Linked DNA regions of Zea mays: region 1 is linked to region 2. A link is a contact called in public Hi-C data. All regions are on one chromosome and are shown on one strand. The core of a region is the stretch at or near the end of the contact, and the rest is flanking DNA. Distances in the headings are between cores, read along the strand shown.

Region 1 (5,232 bases), core at 769-3,268, 360 kb after region 2:
GTTTCTCTTTGTGGTTGAACCATATGCACCGTCACACACAAATGAGATGGGTTAGGGGGACCTCAACCAACTCTAGATTCATAAAAAAGAAGTTAACTGTAGATTTTTTCCCCAAACACTCTAGATCTATCAAATTCGGATTCACCAAAATGGTGGATCTAGAAGCAAGATTCACCATTTTGGTGGAGCTCCTCAAGAAGTGCTCCATTGACTTAAGTTTGAAGGAGCCAAAGAAAGTTACCTACCATACCTTTGGTTACACACCCTTTCACCATACCAATTTGTTTATGTTCACGTTTCTTTTGGGTGTCTCTTATTCTTCCATGGTTGTGCTCGCCCTAGCCTCGGTCGCACGTTGTACCTACCCTGATCGTCCTCCTTACTGGCTTAACCAGGCCAAACTCTCCCCTAGCCTCGGCCTTCGGACGCACGCTATGCCCTCTTTGGCCAATCGCCTCGCTGGTCCTGGTCGCGCTACCTTGGCCTATACATGCACATTAGGGCTATGTCTAATGGATTAGCCCAAAGCACGAAGTTGGAGGCACGACCCAAGTCTGATGCGACCTAGATTAACTGTGGGCCTATGCCGGCATGACATAATGTGTGGGCTATGCTTGGGCCTCAACTAAGGCACACGAGCCGGCCTGGCATGATCCATTTAAATAAGGCTCGTCAAAGCCCACTAAATCACACGTAATGAACTAAATATTAAATATTTGGTGGTTGTACTCTTTTTTCCTTCTAACCAAAGGTTTAATAAGATAGCCTCAAAACAACTCAGTTCTATTTTGGTCATATATGTTATGTGCTTTTGTTTATGTTTTATTTAATTTGATTTGTTGCATTGATTGAATGAATTACTTTGTATTATATATTGTTCTGTTTATATGGACAGACATGACACATTATAGTATTTTGGACTATTTGTGCGGGCTTGGCACACTTAAGTATTTGTGGACCGTGCCGTGGACTGATGGTTCAACCCAAAGGCTAACACAACATGACCCATAATTAGAGTTGTTTTAGTAGACTATGCCTTAATGAGTCGTGTTTTAATGTACTTGGGCCGTGTCGACCTAGCCCAACTTAGATGTACATCTATCCTGTAGCCTCGATCAAGACGGGCTTACCCCAACCTTGTCGGTTTGGTTAGGCATTTTCGCCTGGCCCTGGCCTAGCCGCAAGATATGCCCGCTCGCCTCTTTGGCTCTGGCTGCACTGTCCCGGATCTACTCCAGCCCAGTCATGCTCTCTAGTCCTGATCATGTCGAGTTATATCCTCATATCAGTATATGATATTACACGTATTTTTTATTTGGGAAACTAGGAAGCTGATAGAGACTGATATATGAGTTTATTCTAGAGATAACATATACAATTTCAACCAAATATGTGTATTTATTCTAGGGATAATATAGACAATTTCAACCGAAATGTTCTTGCGTAAATTCGGAGGTCTTGTACCGCCAAACAGTATATTGTAGATTTATGGAGGATCTCGAATTTGAATAGTAAATCTTAGATCAAATTTATGTTTTTGGGTAAAGCTCTACTAAGGGTTAGTTTGAAAACCCTATTATCCTAAAGGATTTTCATTTTCTCAAGGTAAATTAGTTTATTTTCCATTGGGAAAATAAGAATTCACTAAGAGCTAGTTTGGTAACACCATTTTTTCGATGGATTTCTATTTTTCTAAGAAAAAATAAACTAATTTTTCTTAGGAAAACGAAAATCTCTTAAAAAAATGTGATTTCTAAACTAGCTCTAAAAAATAGACCTCCCAAACTAGCCCTAAATGTTAATCTTAGAACCAGATTTTATTTTAACGGTAAAGCTCTGTGCACGCGCGTGCCCGAACCGCGCTGCTGCTGCCTGCTCTGCTGGTGATTTTGCCGCACGCGTCGTCGACGTCGACCTCGCGTTCATAGTGATCCACGTGTTGCTCGAGCCGAACGCACGATCCGTGGCTTGCGAGGGAGCGCCACGTAATGCCCCAGGCCGCGGGCTGCCTCTCTTCAATCGGGGCTTCGGCGTCAGCGTCTCAGCGACCAGAACAATCACCACCGTCCGTCCGTCCCGTTCCTCTTCTCGCAGGTTGGACCCGTCAGTCACACACCTCCGAAGTCGGAACCTCCCTGCCCCAACACAATGGCCTCCTCCCTCGCCGCGCGCCGCCTCCTCTCCCGCGCAGCCGCCGTGCGCCGTTTCCCCGTCCCCTTCGCCTCCGCCCCAGCCCCCGCGATGGCTCCCCGCAGTTTCTCCGCCGACGCGGGACCGCCTCCGCCGCTCCCGCCACCGCCGCCGCAGCCCGTCGTCGAGCCGCCCACGTCGGAGGGCGCGGGTGCCTCGTCCTCCTCCACCACCGCTGGTGCCGGAGGGGCCCACAGGTCGTCGCCGGGAGCCGCGGCGGGGGCGCGGCGCCAGGGTGGTGCGGGCTACGAGGAGGAGCAGGAGAAGGTCCTCCGCGCGTCGCTGCTCCACGTGGTTGCGATTCGAATCCACTCCTCCAAATCGACTTCCATTTTTGCGTGTCTTGGTACTTAATTTAGCATATAATATGGAAGATATTTACTGTTCGTGTATGGCTGTATTCTGTAGCCGCGCATGGGGTGGAGCGAGTCGGCCATGGTCGCGGGGGCGAGGGACGTTGGCGTGTCCCCTGCCATCGTGGGCGCATTTCCAAGGAAGGAGGCCGCCCTTGTGGAGGTAGCATTGCTTCTTTTGCTTCTCAATAGGATGATTTGAGTAATTGAGTTGTGACCTTTTTTGGATTCTGTGAGTGTGAGGTGACCAAATTAATCTCCCTAAGAAAAAGAAGAGCAACTATTTATCTAGATCTCCTGTTGCCTCAAAAGGAATAGATGTGATGGATCTCACCAAACTTGTGGGCTATAGGCTGATACTTATTTTTCTTTAACTGGATTGTCTTAATAATTCATGTCTGTCCATTTGTTAAAGATACTGCAAATGCTCTTGATCAGTATACCTGCATCAAGCACAATTGCTTGTAGAAGTAGTTATTTAGGTAGTGTCTGACTTTTTTTTTGCCTGTATTTATATATAAACTAACATATGGAATTTTGGCATACAACTTATCTATTTTCTGTCTCCTTGGTATCTTGAATACAATATATTTCCTTGATATATCTAAAATGTTTGTGCATTTGCTTAGATTGTGAGTGGGCGAGTTAGGTATCCTTTGTTTGCTTGGAAGTTGGAACCATGAAAGACATCTGAAAAAATGGAGCATCCAACACTAATTTGACTTTCTAGCTTTATTCTTTTTATAATGTGGTTGGATTTTGGCAAACTAACTTATCTTTTTGAAAACTATATGGTTTCTCGTTTTTCTTGTCATTGCAATGTTCGGGAATTTACTTATGCATGGTAGCTCATGATCAGTTTGATCACTGAACCCCATTTTATTCAATACCCAGTGGTCACTTGAGGCGCATGACATGACTCTGCATGCACATACACATATATGCTGTTAGTGGGCATGACTTCTTCTATGTTCCAATTTTTTTAGATGAAACTTCTATGTTCCACTGTTATCTACCATGTTACTTCTAGAACCATTTACATATGAAATAGTGCACTTCCTTCAACTAACCAGGACATTTTATTTGCATACATACACATAAATAGAAATTAAAAACACATGTTATCTATGTAGCCTGTTCAATAAATGGTTGACACATGAAAAAAGGTTGAAGATTGCTCAGATATGCTGTTCTACTGATGGTTCATATGTAATGAAACTTGAGAAATCAACTGGTAAAAAGATGGTGCTTAGTTGCTAGTTGTGTGCGTGTTCCTAGATGCACTTGATGGGAAACTAGAAAATAGAAAAAGGGGGTTGAAAGAAGTTATTTTTCTAAGAAAATTAATCAGTCTGAGACTCTGAGTAACCATGCTCTGATGGCCTATGGCCTAGTATGTCTCTGTAATTCTTCCTAGACAGCTGTCTTTACTTCCATTTGTCAAGGTTCTCCTTGTTGTAACGATCATCATATTGAACAAACATATGTCACTGGAATGCCCTGATGCTACTACCACCTGTGTTGGCTTCAATCATTCCATGTCAGCTACAGTGTGCTCACACTTGCTGTTAGTCATGACATGCTTCAAAAAAAAGTTTGTCATTGACTCATTGTTGTAACCCACCTCTCTTATCTTGGTCCTGGTAAGAGGGGTGCTTGTATGGACCATTTCCCCTATAGTACCTATGTGTTCAGAAAAAAAAGTCATGACAATACTATTTCTGCTTTGTTTGTTGGCAATGCATTCCACACTGGTTTAGGCTACTCTACTATGCTCAAGTTCAGATGATAAACACCTTGCAGATGTTACATGTATTTATTTGTTTTCTTTTATTGAACTGGGAGGTAATGAGAAACAAAGAGATGGAAAAAAGCCAAATAGTGATGAATAAGAAAGAGAGAAGGAAGACTGAAAACGGGAAAGCTATATTTAGTTGGATGGCAACATCATCGAGGGATGGGCTAAGTTTTCAAGTTTTAATACTTCTAGGTTGGTGAATTACTGTAAAAGAATATTGTCAGTAACTTCAAGTCATCTTGAATGTGATGGTGATTAATTTTGATTCAGTAAAAACTCAAACTTCCTCTGGTCAGTTTTGTCATGATGCATGTTTGAAAAGAAAATAATTGCATGTGCTTATCTTTAGACGATTCTTTGTTGCTGCCTTGTGCAGACTAGAGGGTGCCCCATTTTGTTTTCAGTCTGAACTGATGTTGTTCGACCATTCTTCTAAATGTTTGAATCTTCCTGGGATTATGTAAAATTTCTTTGACATCTACCACGGATAACAGGGAATGAATGGAAGATGCCTGATTTGACTGTAGAGATGGCTAAAATCTTCATAAATAATTGGATATCCCAAAGTTTACAGGAATCAATGACATTGCAGAACCAGATCAAACTCTTTTTACTTCACTGAATGAATAAAATAAGTCACAGCTGCCCTTGGGAAAAATTTATTAGAAACATTCTCAAATGTATTACGGTACTTAGAGCAACTCCAATACTTCTCTAAACAACTCTCTAAATCTTAAATTTAAGAAGTGAACAAAAAAATGTATTTCTAATGGTTCTTTAAATAGACTTGCTAAATTTAGTTAGTTGCTATCCAACTCCATTTACTCTCCACATTTAGCAACTCGATAGGAACTCACCAAGTGCAGTCGACGTCAATTTCTTCACACTCGT
Region 2 (5,549 bases), core at 2,902-5,401:
TGATTCCTCGGATCGCCCCCAAACCTCCTCCCACCGACCGGTGGTGGGTATGTAGTAGAGGAAATCCCGCCACTAATTTCATCATCATCATCATCATCAGAAGAAGAAAACAATCTGCTGTGTGTTTAGCAGCAAAGCACACCGTACGTAGCGAGTTAAACGACGCCCGATGATTTTCGGATCCCCCGTTCACCAGATGCGCATGCATGCTCCCCCCGCCAACATCCAAGTGGCAGGAACTGGGAGGAGGAGGAGGGAGAAGAAAAGGACACGACGTGATGTGATGTATTGGCCATTTGGCCGTGCCAGACTCCCATCCCATGCTGCTCCACCAGCAGTCCAGCACACCATTTTCTTCTGAGTCCATGGTTTTCAGCGAACAGATCCCCGTCGCCTTCCGAACCCCACCTCACTACCTCAGCGTGCTACTCGCACGCTTGTATCCTACACACTTTTCTCCCTTCTGCTCCTGTCGTTTGTACTCCTATCTCCAAAGACTCCAACTGAACCGAGAATTCCCGATCTCCCTAAAATACTAGTACCACAGTCTTAACAGATTGGAATCAACCAATCAATCACTCAATCAGTAAAACTAAAACCGATGCACAAAACAACCACCCCTTTTCCGTCCCATCTACAATCTACTGTCAACTCCTCTCTTTCCTCCTCCCGCGTCGCGCCAAGCCAAGGAGGCGGACCCGCGACCGGCAGCGGAGCCAGCCCCATGTGCCTAGCACGGCGGCGGGGCAGCGCCACGGGACCCACATGCCAATGTCACGACGAGCGGAGAAGGATAAATCATTACCGGAATTTCGAGTACTAAATACTTTATCGAGTGTTTTTTTAGCACTCAATAAAAAAGTTTTTTGTCGAATGTCACGTAAAAAACTCTCGGTAAAATATAACACTCGACGAAGTTTGCCGAGTATTTTATTTTTGACACTCGACAAATAGTTTCTTTGGCGAGTGTTTTTTTTTTACACTCGACAAAGAGCTTCTTTGCCGAGTGTAAAAAATATAACACTCGGCAAAGAGCTCTTTGTCGAATGTTTTTTTTTTCAACACTAAGCAAGGACAATTTAAAAATCACATTTTAAAGCAGTAAATTAATTCAAATGAAAAACTTTTCAACTATAAATTTGTATAACTCATCATGATGTACATTTTATATTTTGAACATTTCTTCATATGAAAAAGTAAAAATAAATTTGTTCATAAAACATATATCTCTCTCGTAGTTTATGAAAATACGAGAGAGATGTATAAAATTTGTGCATATTGTTAGAACCATCATGTGAGATGAACAAATGACTAAACAACCAAAATAATTTTTGTAGATCTTAAGAAGTTATAGAAGTTTTTAGTTGACAACTTTTCCATTTGAAGTCATATTGTCAACGAAAACTACGTCTAAATTTAAAAAAATAAAATTTGAATTTTGAAAACGACCTCGAAAGAAAAAACCACAAACATAAAAGTTGTAGATATTGAAGAGTTATGAAACTTTGTAGTTGACAATGTTTTGGTTTGAAATTATCTTGTCATGCAAAACTATTTTTAAATTTAGAAATTTGAATTTTTCAAACTACCTCGGATGGAAAAACCACCAAAATAAGAAGTTGTAGGTCTTGAAATGTAATGAAACTTTGTAATTGACAACTTTTTGATTTGAAATCATTTTATCATTGAAAAATTCGTGTGAAGTTTTCAAATTTAAAATTCAAATTTTGTAAACGACATCGGATGTAGAAACTATTAAAATAGAATTTGTAGATCTCAAAAAGTTATGCAACTTTATATTTGGTCACATTTTCAAATAAATTCATTTAGTGTCTTAAATAATTAAATTACTCTCGGTTTGTTATAGTATATGAGGAATGAAAACGTAATATAGACGTAATTGGTGTAGTAGTGTAGTGGTATAGGAGGGTATGCGCGAGAGCATGTAGATTTGATTCAAAATAATAATGAAAAATGATAGAGCGGTGGGTAAGGTAATAGGAGTTGTTTCTATAATTTTAAAAAATGTTTTTATGTTTTTTTGGATTTTTAATTTGTCGAGTGCTTTTCGACACTCGGCAAAGTCTTTGCCGAGTGTCCAAAAAAAGTACTCGGCAAAGAACCTTCTACCGATAAAATATTTGCCGAGTATTATTTGCCTAGTGTAAAATAGTCTTTGCCGAGTGTCTTAGACACTCGGCATAAGACACACGGCAAAGAACGCGATTCCAGTAGTGACCGAGGGGAAAAATGTGTCAATTTCTATTTCTTTGAGGGATTGTCGAAAGTTTTTTACTACCATATAACTCATGCAAACACTACAATCCGTGGGTTCGTAGAGAGGAGAGGAGGGGCGGCGACTTGAGGAGAGAGGTTGACAGTGACAACGCCGAGAGGAGAAGAAGGGGCGACTGGCGGACGATTATGATTGCATAATAACTTGGGAGCTAGACAAATGATTTAGAAACAAACACAAGCAAGAGAACTTAGGAGGGAGAAGGGGAAAATAAATCATAAGCGATACAACACAAAAGACACGAGCGATTTATTTACCGGAGTTCGGCTTCCAAATGGAACCCACATCTTCGTTGATGCGTACCTAAGGATGGGTCTCTTTCAACCCCTCGAATGATTCCAAAGATCAAGCTCGAGCCCTCTCTTTCTACTCAATCAAAGAACCTAAGTCCTCGTAAGGATCTTGAAAGCTCTCTTGTGGGTTTTGGTGATTTGGATGACAACCCAATTAAAGGGCTGACAGGTCTGTTACGTATTGGACATGTTCTTAGTATAGAGCTTGTAAAGTTCAACACAAGTGTTCAAGAGTTATGGTCCAAATGTTGAGTTGATTATGGTTGTGGACATCACGAGTGAAGAATAATGCTTAAGTGAGTCTCCGCGATCATATCTTAGAGACAGCTGATCAAGCCAAGGATGGAAACAAGAAGAGCTTCGAGGTACCGAGTGCACGGTAGAAGGTCAAGGAGGCTGAGGAACCCAAAGCCAAGGGTAAAGAAGAAGACTTGCAAAGTCAAGGTTGATTGAGTTGAGAAGAGCTATGGTAAATCGAGGATCACTATCTAAGTATGTGACTTACAACCAATGAGGAAACATCTATATTTATGCAGTGTAAGTCATAAGACTCAAGATCAAGTTGAAGATGTAAAGCAAGGTCGCTAGAAGGAGGAGTAATGTCAAATCCAGAACTTAGAAGCAACCCAAAAGAGCTAAGTTCTTTCTGACTTTTAGTTGGGGTGTTCTTGTGTTTGGATATGTTCTGTGTGACCTTTGCAGAGTGTTAGAGCTCCTAGATAGCAATCTAGATCAAGTCTTGGAGACTTGGAGTTTTGGAATCCAACATCGACCTCAAACAGGCCAAAAGAAGCAATGTTGCATACACCTTCTACTATGCATATGGAACTTTAGTTTTGCTCTCTAAACCATGTTTATAGAGAAAGTGTCATTTGGAGCTCTGTTTGAGGTAAAACATAAATCCTAGAGAAAAGAAGTGAAGGGGGGTATGAACCCATCATTTAGTCGATTGTTCCAGTGGCTAACTATGTTTGTCTAAGTGTTAGAGAACCTCACAAAAACAGTCGAGAAAAAATGAAGGAGTTCAGCTCAAAAGAGCCAAACTTAGGTTAGACTGGGCTTCATCAGACAGTCCGGTGTGCACCAGACATGTCCAGTGGCAGACGACCAACAACTCTTAGGCGACCCAACGGTCGACAGCGGGATCAACGCTAACCACGTCAGCTCATCAACAGTTAGGAGAGGTCACCGGACAGTCCGGTGCCCACCCGAAAAAAAGAACTAGCCACCTAATACGGTGACCGTTGCACAATAATTAATTCATACAATAATTAATATGTAAAACACTACTCCCTACGTCCCAAATTACTAGATTCACACAATAATTAATTCATACAATAATTAATGTATAGTTTTTATATATATATATATATATCTAGGTTCATAATTATTCATATGAATATGAACATAAAATCTAGAGTTAAAATGATTATTATTTTGATATAGAGAGATTATTTATACAGTGATTTTAAAATAGAAAGACTATTGGACATAGTCATAACCCGGACCGCAAGAAGGGAAAGGGATAGCACGTATACACACAGAAAAAAGTAATGAAAATAAAAGAAAAGGTCTATCAGCAGGAAAAGAAAACCCACAGGAAGGCTGGAAACCGCCATTGCAGGGGCTACAAATACAGGAAACCACTCACCCTCTCTCCCACTTCCTCGCCCTCCAACCTCTCCTGATCTCCTCCTCTGGTCCGCATAGAGGAGCAGCTTGCCAGCCAAGGACACCGGAGCACGGGCACGGGCGCACGGCCAGCGCGAACCTCCTCCCCTCCCCTCTTCTTCCGTTTCCAACAGCGAGGCATAGTGGAGAAGGCGAGGAGCATGGCGCGCAAACTAGAGATCCCCCAGTGGAAGCACGACGGCCTTCCGTCGCCGACGAGCCCGCTGGACCGCGCGTCGCCCCGTGGGTGGCGCCACCGCGACGCCGTCGGAGGCGTCGGGCTCGGGATCCTGGCGGCGCTGGAGGCCGAGGGCCCGCTGCCCGGCGCCGGCGCCGCCGCCGCGCCGCGGGTGTCCATCCCGCGGCGCGCGGCGCGGCTGGAGGTATCGGAGCTCGCGTGCAGCGGGCGGTGCGCCACCAGTCTGTGCGGCGGCCCGGTGTCCGGCCGGGCCGGCGGCGGCGGTGGAGCGGCGTTCCGCGTGGCGGAGTTCCTCTCGTGCTGCGACATGTGCCGCCGGGCGCTGGACGGGAAGGACGTCTTCATGTACCGCGGGGAGCGCGCCTTCTGCAGCATGGAGTGCCGGTACCACGCCATCGTGAGCGACGAGTTCCGGGAGGCGGAGGAGGAGAAGGAGCGGAAGCGCCGCGCGGCGGCCGCCGACGTGCCCAGGAAGTCGGCCGCTGAGATGGTGGCCGGCTCGCCGTGCAGCGGCGGCGGGCAGATCTTCTTCACCACCGGCATCGTCGTCGCATGATGGGCGCGCGGTGCGGATCCGTCGTTCCGTCTAGTCTAGTGACGAAACAAAAAAAAAATCCAGCTGGAGGAACCGGCGGACGCTGTAAGATAAACATGACAAAACTAAAAAAAAAGGAAGCACGAGAAATAAGGGTGGGTGTGTTTGTGTAGAGAAATGGGTGGGTGGGGGAAACTTTGTTCCTCCTCTCCTCCTCTTTGGTAGAGGAGGCATCATGAGGATGGTGGGCGGGATGAGATGTTTTGTAGCATAGTAGCAGGAGGGAAGGAGAGGGATGATGGCAAGTTTTCCAAGGATTGTTGCTTCCCTTTTGTTTTCTCATCTGTCTGCTCTGGCAAAAAGGAATAACATTCTTGTTCAAATCCATCCCGCTCCACGTTGTTGGTGTTGAGAAACCTCCTCTTCTCTACAAGCATTCGATGAACTGTTGTGGTGCTCTGCTCATCAAGAAATATTGCCATAAAAAGAGAAGGTGACCATGACGACTTGCTGCAGCCAGAAAGGCATGAAGCACACTCGCGTCTAGTTCAGCTT

Evidence for each region. Hi-C and Micro-C count contacts between places; a contact is called where the count stands out from the background.
Region 1: a contact with region 2 is called in a Hi-C map of bundle sheath, with 2.8 times the contacts expected there. The contact joins the promoter of LOC100283539 here to the promoter of LOC103636115 in region 2. A contact is called at or near these places in 4 of 25 Hi-C or Micro-C datasets (bundle sheath, ear, leaf and 1 more).

The regions. Positions count from the first base shown.
Region 1 is chr1:70,780,627-70,785,858 of Zm-B73-REFERENCE-NAM-5.0, forward strand. It overlaps LOC100283539, which reads left to right and starts at 2,019. Exons shown (of 6, transcript NM_001156439.2): 1 at 2,019-2,484; 2 at 2,599-2,706. The coding sequence starts at 2,149.
Region 2 is chr1:70,415,056-70,420,604 of Zm-B73-REFERENCE-NAM-5.0, forward strand. LOC103636115 reads left to right here and starts at 4,152. Exons shown (of 1, transcript XM_008658482.2): 1 at 4,152-5,381. The coding sequence starts at 4,422. The coding sequence ends at 5,015.